Regions from separate parts of the Arachis hypogaea genome. Here region 1 is linked to region 2. The links are chromatin contacts, called in public Hi-C maps. All regions are on one chromosome and are shown on one strand. The core of a region is the stretch at or near the end of the contact, and the rest is flanking DNA. Distances in the headings are between cores, read along the strand shown.

Evidence for each region. Hi-C and Micro-C count contacts between places; a contact is called where the count stands out from the background.
Region 1: a Hi-C map of leaf shows a contact between it and region 2, with 2.3 times the contacts expected there. The contact joins the promoter of LOC112786209 here to the enhancer-like site in region 2. A contact is called at or near these places in 2 of 8 Hi-C or Micro-C datasets (both in leaf).

Annotation. Positions count from the first base shown.
Region 1 is chr20:117,498,142-117,502,956 of arahy.Tifrunner.gnm2.J5K5, reverse strand. It overlaps LOC112786209, which reads right to left and starts at 1,373. Exons shown (of 2, transcript XM_025829613.1): 1 at 1,274-1,373; 2 at 786-1,186. The coding sequence starts at 1,373. The coding sequence ends at 786.
Region 2 is chr20:117,427,834-117,432,467 of arahy.Tifrunner.gnm2.J5K5, reverse strand. No RefSeq gene overlaps it. Among protein-coding and RNA genes, the nearest start is that of LOC140183175, 6.6 kb to the left of the region's middle. Within about 2 kb of position 3,202, at least 3 of the 3 cell types and tissues checked have open chromatin away from gene starts, as enhancers often do.

The DNA of each region.
Region 1 (4,815 bases), core at 124-2,623, 72 kb before region 2:
TACCACCTAGGACTACGCGTACACGGAAACCCTGTTGGGGGTGCTTCTGTGACTTCGGTAGGTGGTACCAGATGGAGATGTGGTAGTTGGTAGAGCAGCTATTGGGTGCCAGACCTCCGGTGGCTCCACAGCAGGTGGCGCAGAGGAAGGAGTCATTCACACTGAAGTTTGTATGGCTACGGGACTGTGTTTGCCAGATGCCCCTAATGGACGACCCAAAGACCCTCCGACAGTACGCTAGATGCTACATCATGTTACTGATTAGAGGCTATCACAATGAGTAACACGCATCTTCGGGATGCCTTCTCTGTTCTTTTCAATGGCTGCCATCAGCCTCTAGGAGAAGCGGTTTCCAGCAGCTAGCTGTGATTGCACCTCCTTGCACTTTGTGATGAACAACTTCTGCAAACGTTCGTACGTGATACGCACGAAGGCAGAAATTGGCAAGTATCGTGTACCCTTGAGAACTGTATTGATGTACTCCGACAGATTTGTTCTCATGTGACCAAACCACCGACCATTGTCACAGTGTTGCAGCCATATCTCTTTGTTGAAATGATCAGGCCAATTCGCCATCCCCAGGGACACTCCTCTTAACGCATCCATGTACCACTCATACCCAGCCTTGCTTGGATTGTAAGCGGTATTTATAAGGTATCTCTTGCCTTCGGCTGACTTAAAACGAGTCATGAAGTTCGTGGCCATGTGTCTAATACAGTAAGCGTTGAACGCCCGAGGAAGATGTGCCAACTACTATCATCGGCACTGAGTGCACCCTTGATGGCCTACGATCTATCAGAGATAACCAGTAGACCTTCTTGTGGGGTGACATAGTGTCTTAGATTAGTAAGGAAGAACGACCATGACTCGGTACTCTCGGACTCCACAATGACAAAAGCAATAGGCAGGATATTGTTGTTGCTGTCTTGTGCCACCGCAATAAGCAACACCCCACCATATCTACCATACAGATGCGTGCCATTGACGGAAACAAATGGCTTGCAATGCTTGAAAGCCTCAATACAAGATGGAAAAGCCCAAAATACTTTATCAAACATGCTACAGTCGTGGACCAGAAGGTGAACATCATAGTACGGTACGGCCCATAGCTCATAAATAGTTCCCGGGAAACAACTCTGCAACGCTTGAAGTAGTTTCGATGCCTTGTTGTATGACTCCTCCCAATCTCCGTAGATCTAAGCAATTGTCTTCTGCTTCACCATCCACACCTTTCTGTAGGAGAGTTTGAAGTGATAGCTCTATCGGACCGCACCTTGCAGGACAAGGATGCTGACAGAGGAGTTGGACTGTATCAACGGCAAGATGACCTTGCAGATGAGACTGCTATCCAACTGTAGATGGTCCTGAGACATGGTGGGTGTTAAACAAGTGTGCACTCCACCAACCCTTCGGACCTCCTTGACGAAATAAAATAGCCATGTTTCATCCATGGTTCAAAACTACTTAATATATGGCAACCATAAATGAGTAAGTACACCTCAATTAAACTTGAACTCACCAGTATCTGAGATTCTATCGAAGGGCAACACGAAGACTCCATGGACAGCCATTTTCAACTTGACGGCATTGCACATGATACTTTAATCGGTCCGATTCGACCACCCGATACTCAGCACTCCTGCGAATACTGTAGTTCTTCACACCCTGCATCACTGCATCTCAGCATTTGAATCTGTGGCCGACTCGAAACTCTATCCCACCGTCTAGGTTGTAATCCTCTTCTCCCGTGTTGGAAAATGGAGTTCTCTCATGCATGGCGTCAAGATCCATTGTATGATAGTGACTTGGTACATCTGATAGCGCCGAAACTAAGTTAGGGGGGAGGAGACAAAACATAGCGCACCGCTATCTCGGCGGGAGTCTTCGGTACAAACTCCTCCTCATCACCCCTTTCAGAAGAATCACTATCGGCAACGTACTCTTCGTCGAAGTCTTCCTCACCCACCTCCATGTCCTCCATTGGAATGACGACATGAATAGGTGGTGGTGCGAGAGGTCGGTCGTCTGTACCTAGGTCGAGTGTACAGAACCACCACCACCAACATCTCCAACCTCGGCGGAAAGCTCCATCACTTGTTTTACCATGATTCTCCCATGGATGTCGAACATGAGTCGCACATGCTCGTCCCCTACAAGCCAAAATAGTCGAAACCGAAAAACTTCATTACCCGGCAGCGCCAACAACCTATACCCCAGCCTTCTAATCTCCCTCGTTTCTGTGCCACCAAAGTCGCTCAATATCAAACTCTTCAACTCGGACAACGAACTCACACGCTGAGTGCGCAACAGTATCGGATTTTCACACTCAAATATTACTCCATTGTCTCCATTTCTCATACGACAATTGGGTAAACACACACAACTATGTATACACTATTACTGGTCATTGCTGCCTTCTTTATGTGAGAAAAACGAGACAAAAGAAGATATGAAATATATGTGAAGAATGACAAGGGTTACACATCCTTTTATAGCTGTTAAAAAAATTGTCTCACTGTATCTCGTTTATACTGTAAACGAGATATACATGTATCACATCCCCGTGTCTTATCTCGTTTACACTGTAAAGAAATACATGTAAAATTATCTCATTTATAATATAAACGAGATAAGAGAGACTGACAGATTTTGATAATAACTTTTAAAAATATTTAATTCAGTAATTATTACATTTATTTAATTTATTAAAATAAAAAATGCTATTATCATCCCTGGACATGATGTAACTTAGTTTTGAGTCCGTTAAAAATGGATTCAATGAGTATAAATTGTTCCCTAAGTATTCAATGTATAACATTATTATTTTTATTTGACTGGAATAGTCTCTTATTTTCCCAACTTATTTTTCTTTTTTATATTTTTTCTATACTTTAATCCTTATTTCCAAAACAGTGTATCAACACTCAAATCGCTCTCTTGTCTAATTCAGCATCTTATTTCCTCTAATTCTATGTGTACTTGGTAATATTCTGTCATCCATCTTTGTGTGGCTTACCTACAAGAAAAAAAAACAAGATTGAAGTATGAAGATAATTCTATTTGCATATAAACCATTCCACGAATCAATGACACATTAAGTCTTATTCACTAAGACATTAAAATTTAGTACACAAGATTGAAATGTTTCGACTTAAAAATATTAAATGATGTAATTATCAGGAAAAAAAAAAGTAATAATCATGATTTTTGTTTCAAATTTAAAATTTCTTAGTATGGTTTTAAATGAGATGCTATGCAATTTATTATCCAACATATTATGAGATAATATACTTTTTTTATTAATATTTTTATTTTTCTTAATATTTTTTGTTAATAATATTTTAATAATGTTAGGATTTGGTTGAATTAGTCCCACATTGCTTAGGATAGCAAATGGAGTGGGTGGCTTAGACTATTAATATGAGGCTAAGTTCTCCATATTTTTTGCACCAGTCGGAAATACTTAAAGCTTGTATCTGACTTTTCTTTTCCTCTATACTCTTTGATTAGAGAGTGTTGTGAGGTGTAGTTAAATATTTGCTTTGAGAGTGTGGGTGTACTGGGGTGCCGGTGTTAGAGAGAAAGAAGTCTATGTGTTGTAACAATTTTCACATAGTGATATTCTTTGGTTGTCATTTGACAACGGCCGTGGTTTTTTTCTCCAGTAATTGGAGTTTTCACGTTAAATTCTTGTGTTGTGATTGTGTCTATTTTATTTCTCTGTGAAAGGTATTTTTTCAAGGGAGAATGGTGTATTATTCCCAACATGTGGTATCAGAGCTTCGGTTCGGTGGGATTTATTCTTAGTATGCTCTGTGGTTGCAGCCTAGTCTGACCTTCCACATCAGAAAAGAATTTTGTCATGTGGCTTGAGGTTGATCTTTGGTTGCTGTTGTTGTTGCTGGAAGGCAGTGTGACACTGTGAGAGTGCAGTTTGGAAAGGTTCTGGCTAAGGAAAGACTTGGTATTTAAGTGTGTCCATTGTGACTCACCTCTCTTTTCTGGGACCATTCCTAGTGCACGGTCTACAGTTGAGTTATACTATTCCAGTATACGGTTGCAACAATGTCAAGATATTCAAATGCTGTGAAGCTTGAAATAGAAAAATTTGATGGAAGAATCAATTTTGGCTTGTGGCAAATACAAGTCAAGGATGTGTTGATACAATCAGGTTTGCACAAGGCATTGAAGGAGAAGATCTTTGGTATGAAGGATGAAGAATGGGAGGAACTAGATTTGAGAGCTACAAGTGCTATTCGCCTGTGTTTAGCTAAGAATGTTCTTGCAAATGTGTAAGGAATGAAAACAGCCAAGGAACTTTGGGATAAACTCGAAGGGTTGTATCAGGCAAAGGGCATCTCAAATCAGTTGTTATTGAAGGAGCAGTTCCATAATCTACGCATGGATCACAATGTGAAAATCTCCGACCATCTTAGTGCTATCAATGGTATTGTCTCTGAATTAGAGGCAATTGGAGTGAAAATTGATGATGAAGATAAGGCACTGAGGCTCATATTGTCTCTTCCTTCTTCCTATGAGTATATCAAACCTGTTTTAATATATGGGAAGGAAACTCTGGATTTTGAAGAAGTTGCCAGTAAAATCATTGCTGAAGAAAGAAGAATGAAAAATGAGGGTAGCACTTCATCAGATTTGGCGCTTGTAGCTAGAAGAGACAATTATGGAAAAGGAAATCGTAGAAGGAGTGTAACATGTTGGAAATGTGGAAAGCCTGGGCATATAAAGAGAAATTGTCCAGGTAATGCGGTTTCAGAAAAAGACTCTCAATCTGATACTTGCAATATTACTCTCTCT
Region 2 (4,634 bases), core at 1,953-4,452:
TAAAACTTGTGTACAATCTTTTTTCTCTATTTCAATTAGTATGTTTATAATACCATATCACAAATTACAGAACATATATAATTACTTTGAACAATAAATTCATGCACAATAAATTTATTCCTACACCAATTCATACTCAATATCCTATTACAATTTTGAACAGATGTGCTTCTCATCTTTAACATCAGAATTTTCATAGAAGTCAGACAAATAAGTGTTTTTTTTTTTAATAGGAGAGCTCAACACAATAAGTGGAGCAAGAACAACAACAAGCAAATAGAAAAGTTAAAAAAGAAAAAAAATCGCAAAGCGTCTCATGTCTTGGTGGAACTCTTCATAAAAGCGTTCGGTTAAACTGATTGAATCTTCGCTAACTCATTTGCTCTGGCAATGATCTACAAAATTGACAATTATCTACAGAATTTAAAAATTGCAGACTCAGATTCTGTCATACCAAACTCCTGTAGTGGCTACTTTGCATAACAAGAGAATATAATCAAAATTTAATCACTACTAAATATTATTAAGGTCTAAATAATAAAAACAGAGTACTACTTGAATGGCCAACATTACAAACAAGTAAAGTCATCAAATTTCATTATAAATTACATTCTTAAACCTTAAGATGATTGCAGGAACAATAAAACTGTTTAGGCAGGCAGAACTTGCAGCACATGTCTTCCAGAACCTCATTGTTCTCCTCTACTTATTTTAAAGTGACACCAAATACCTAATTCAAAAAACATAATCTTAAAAATAATTTTGTTTAAAAAAAAATACAGTATTTTCAGAAGCAAACACAAATAAGAAAAAAAATCAAAAGAATTGAAAGAAAAATACAGCATTTTCACAATCAAATGAATTTTTTTTTATCTATTGCTGTGTTCCTTTCTCAATATCTAATCGCAATGAAAGAAAAATATTATATATATCACATCATTATCCAAAATTTAGACAACCAAACTATGGCAATTCAAAGAGAAAGAAAAAAATAACTAATTTTTCTCATCTTGTCATCCACATCAGTAATAAGATATTTCATATCCCAAATACTTTAGGTACCTGTCTAATTGCAAAACCAACCACACAAATTTAAACCAATTATTATCAACAAGGATTATTAATTTAGGGATTTAGTGATTGAGATAGAGAAAGAAGAACTTGAAAATGTCTCAAACCTTAAATTCCACTTTAGGTCTCAAAAGCTCTCTCTTCTTGCTCGTCGTGTTGTGTAGCCATACTTCGGGAGATAGAGCTTTCAGATTCTGGCCTCCGATTTCGATGCGAGATTCGTATTCGTCTTCAATAGCTAAGATTCTACTCATAGAGTTGCTAATGCAGGAGAAAGAAGACGAGAAATGAAAGTTCTTCTTCTTGTTGTTACTGTTGGGGAAAAGAATAGGACGAGTAGAGTGTGAAATTAAAGAGAAGAAGAAGGGTTTGAAGAATTTGAGAAGAGAGAGCTTCTTCTTGTTGTTGTTAGTGCACCAGAAGAAAATGGGGCTCGTGGAGAATGAAATCGAAGAGAAGAAGAGTTTGTAAAATTTGAGAAAATAATAGTCATAACTATAATTATAATTAGGATCGTTGATTTTATCAAGGTTTGAAATCAAAGACTGGACAGTGTCAATTTTTTTTCTATCAGAGAAAATTCACTCTCACATTACACTGTTGTTGGAGTAGGAGAGGTTCTTCACTGGTGCTGTCATTGTGGGCGTCTTGGTAAAATTATTGGAGGAAAATTCATTAGCATTGAAGGCAAGGAAGGCCATGAAACATTAAAGAAATTGAAGTTGTGCTTGAAGCACTTAATCAAGCAATTCAAGATGGAGTTCACATAATTTCTATTATTTCTATGAAAAGTTTTAGAAGGCTAATTCAACACTTCATTCGTTAAGTATATTGAGAGTTTTGATGCGTTACAATTACTCAGTAAAATTATTAATAACATGGACTTGATGCTAAGTATGTTATTATCTTAATTGGTGATCTTTAATTTAATCAATCTTACAAATTAAAAAAAAAAAAAAAGAAACAAAATAGGGAGCGTCCACACAAAGGATACCAAAGAAAATACTTGGCATGTTAGGAGTCTCAGTGTTTGTTTAGGCGTCATTATTTTGATAAAAAAAATTTCAATAAAAAATTTATTTTTTATTTTTTAGCGTGTTTAGCAAATTTCTAATAGTAAAAGTAAAAGTATTAGAAAAAAAAATATCTTTTTTGAGAAGCTGTAATTTACATCTTTTTTTTTAAAGATTTTTTTTCTTAAAAAAAAGATATTTTTCATGTAATAAATAAACAAAAAAGTATTTTTATATTGTTATATCCAAATATAATTAATAGATAAAAAGAATTTTTTACATGAGATACTAAACATAAAAATTACTTTTACTTTTTTATGAGATCTTTTAAAAAAAGATAACTCAAAAAAAATCTTTTTCTAAAAACTCACCCAAACAAGTTCTTAAGACACAAGAGACATCTCCAATACGGACAAACTCGCGCGTGTCCACCGTGCACCCCTTCCGTACAGTTTTACAACCACACCCTATTCCTTAATATCACTCGTTCAAATTTCTTACAATATATCTGATTGGTCCTAAGTCATGAAAGACTGAAATGCCACAAAAATACAGTGGCATAGATGAAACTATATATATAAGGTGAATTCTCCTATCTCTTTAATTTTGGTACCGAAATTGTCGAAATTATTTTTTATAATAAATTTTAAATATTAAAAAATTATTTATTTTTATATTTTTTAATTTAAATATTAATTTTTATCTCTTTGTAGTAAGTTAGACAAATATATATAGACACCATAACATACACCTATATATAACCTGGGACTGTTTGTCCGATATAAATAAAATCATTCATCTAATTTTTTGTCCAGCATAGAGACAACTTTGTAAATTACTCACCGGTGGCAGTATTGGTGAAATATATAAAATAAAATTATATTTGTAATTAATTAATTATTTACTTATTTATTTATAACAATATTAAAAATATTTTTAAAATTTTTCATTAAGTATAATTACAAATATGTAAGTATTTCTCAATCCGCTCATCTACTTTTTTTTTTTATTTTAATTTAAAAAAAAAAAAAAAGAGGACGTACTACCCGGCCCCTACCCCCTAGATGGTTTTTTCTTTCTTTTCAATTTGGAGGGTAGTTGAATATGGTTCTCAGATACATATTGGGTTAATGGGCCTAAAACTGAAATCCGAACTGTGATAATCAGTTTAAGATATATGACATAATATAGACCATAAACAAAAAATTATACCAAAAACTGGAAAAGAAAGACAATCGGATATGAGCTATGAGCCATATTTGACATTGTCTTGCACAAATCCTCTTTTCTTTTTATAGAGATAAGTTATCCTTTCAAGGCCCAAAATCCTTTCAAGAAGAAACAGTAAGCCTATACGTCTACGTTCTTATGATTATTACGAGCTAATACTCAAATGGATTCTTTAAATTTCACTCATGAATCACTTTAATCTTTCAAAAAAATTTATAGGCCAATTTGTGGAGTTTTTTATTTAAGTTAAATAAATACATAAATTACGGAAACACATAAAAGAGGAAGGAATTACATAAATGCGTAACATTATAGATTTTGACACCTTGTGTTATGATGGTACAACTGTCACAGCACAGAATTTCAGTCACCGAAATATACTTATTTTTCAATTCACCTTTTAGCATCTGAAATATGTAACGTTATACATTTATGTAATTACTTTATATTTTATATATTTTTATAATTTATATATTTATTTAATCTAAATAAAAAAATTTTAATTTGAGTCATGAGTAAAAAATTATAAGCCAATTTAAATCCATTAAAATAATAACATACCAAAAACATGTCGACAAATCGTATTATGACATATAATACTATCATTTATATCAATATACCGCGTATTACTAACAAATACAATATTATTTTATTTTATATGATTAATGTTAAGATGTTAATATAAATAATTTGAGGAGATCGATAACATTAGAGTATTTAAATTGAGACAATTAAAATTTTAATAATTATTTAAAAATTAAAATAAATTTCAGAGTCAATTTAAATATTAATTCTAAGTTTATAGAGAATATTTTAGACCATTTAAAAACCGAAATTTCCTAAAAAAAAGGGATATATTTTCTTTACTAATTTTCGTAAATCTGTATCTTAATAATTGTTGTGTCGTTATAATCTTAGTTTTTCCAACTAAAAACTTAGTCATGTCTATCAATTTCATCAACATTGACTTTAATCTTAATTTTTTATTGACATGGAGGCTGACATGGTTTAGTTTTATTTCTGTAAAAAATGTAAAAAATGAAAACAGAAGAGAGTATGACTTGGCAGTAACTTTTTTTTTTTTAATAGATAAATTAATATAACAGTATTGTTCAGTTATTTTATTGTTCTGAAAATAATGTGAGCCATAAGGTCTGAGAAAATTACAATGCTATTCCTCCTGTGAAATTGAAGAAAATATTATAATTATACTCATTCAAACTAATTTCATTAGTCATTATAATAGTTTTAAGGCAAATTCTATGGTAATTTTTAATTTGGTATTGGACGAACTTATTTTTTAAAATAAATATTAAATAT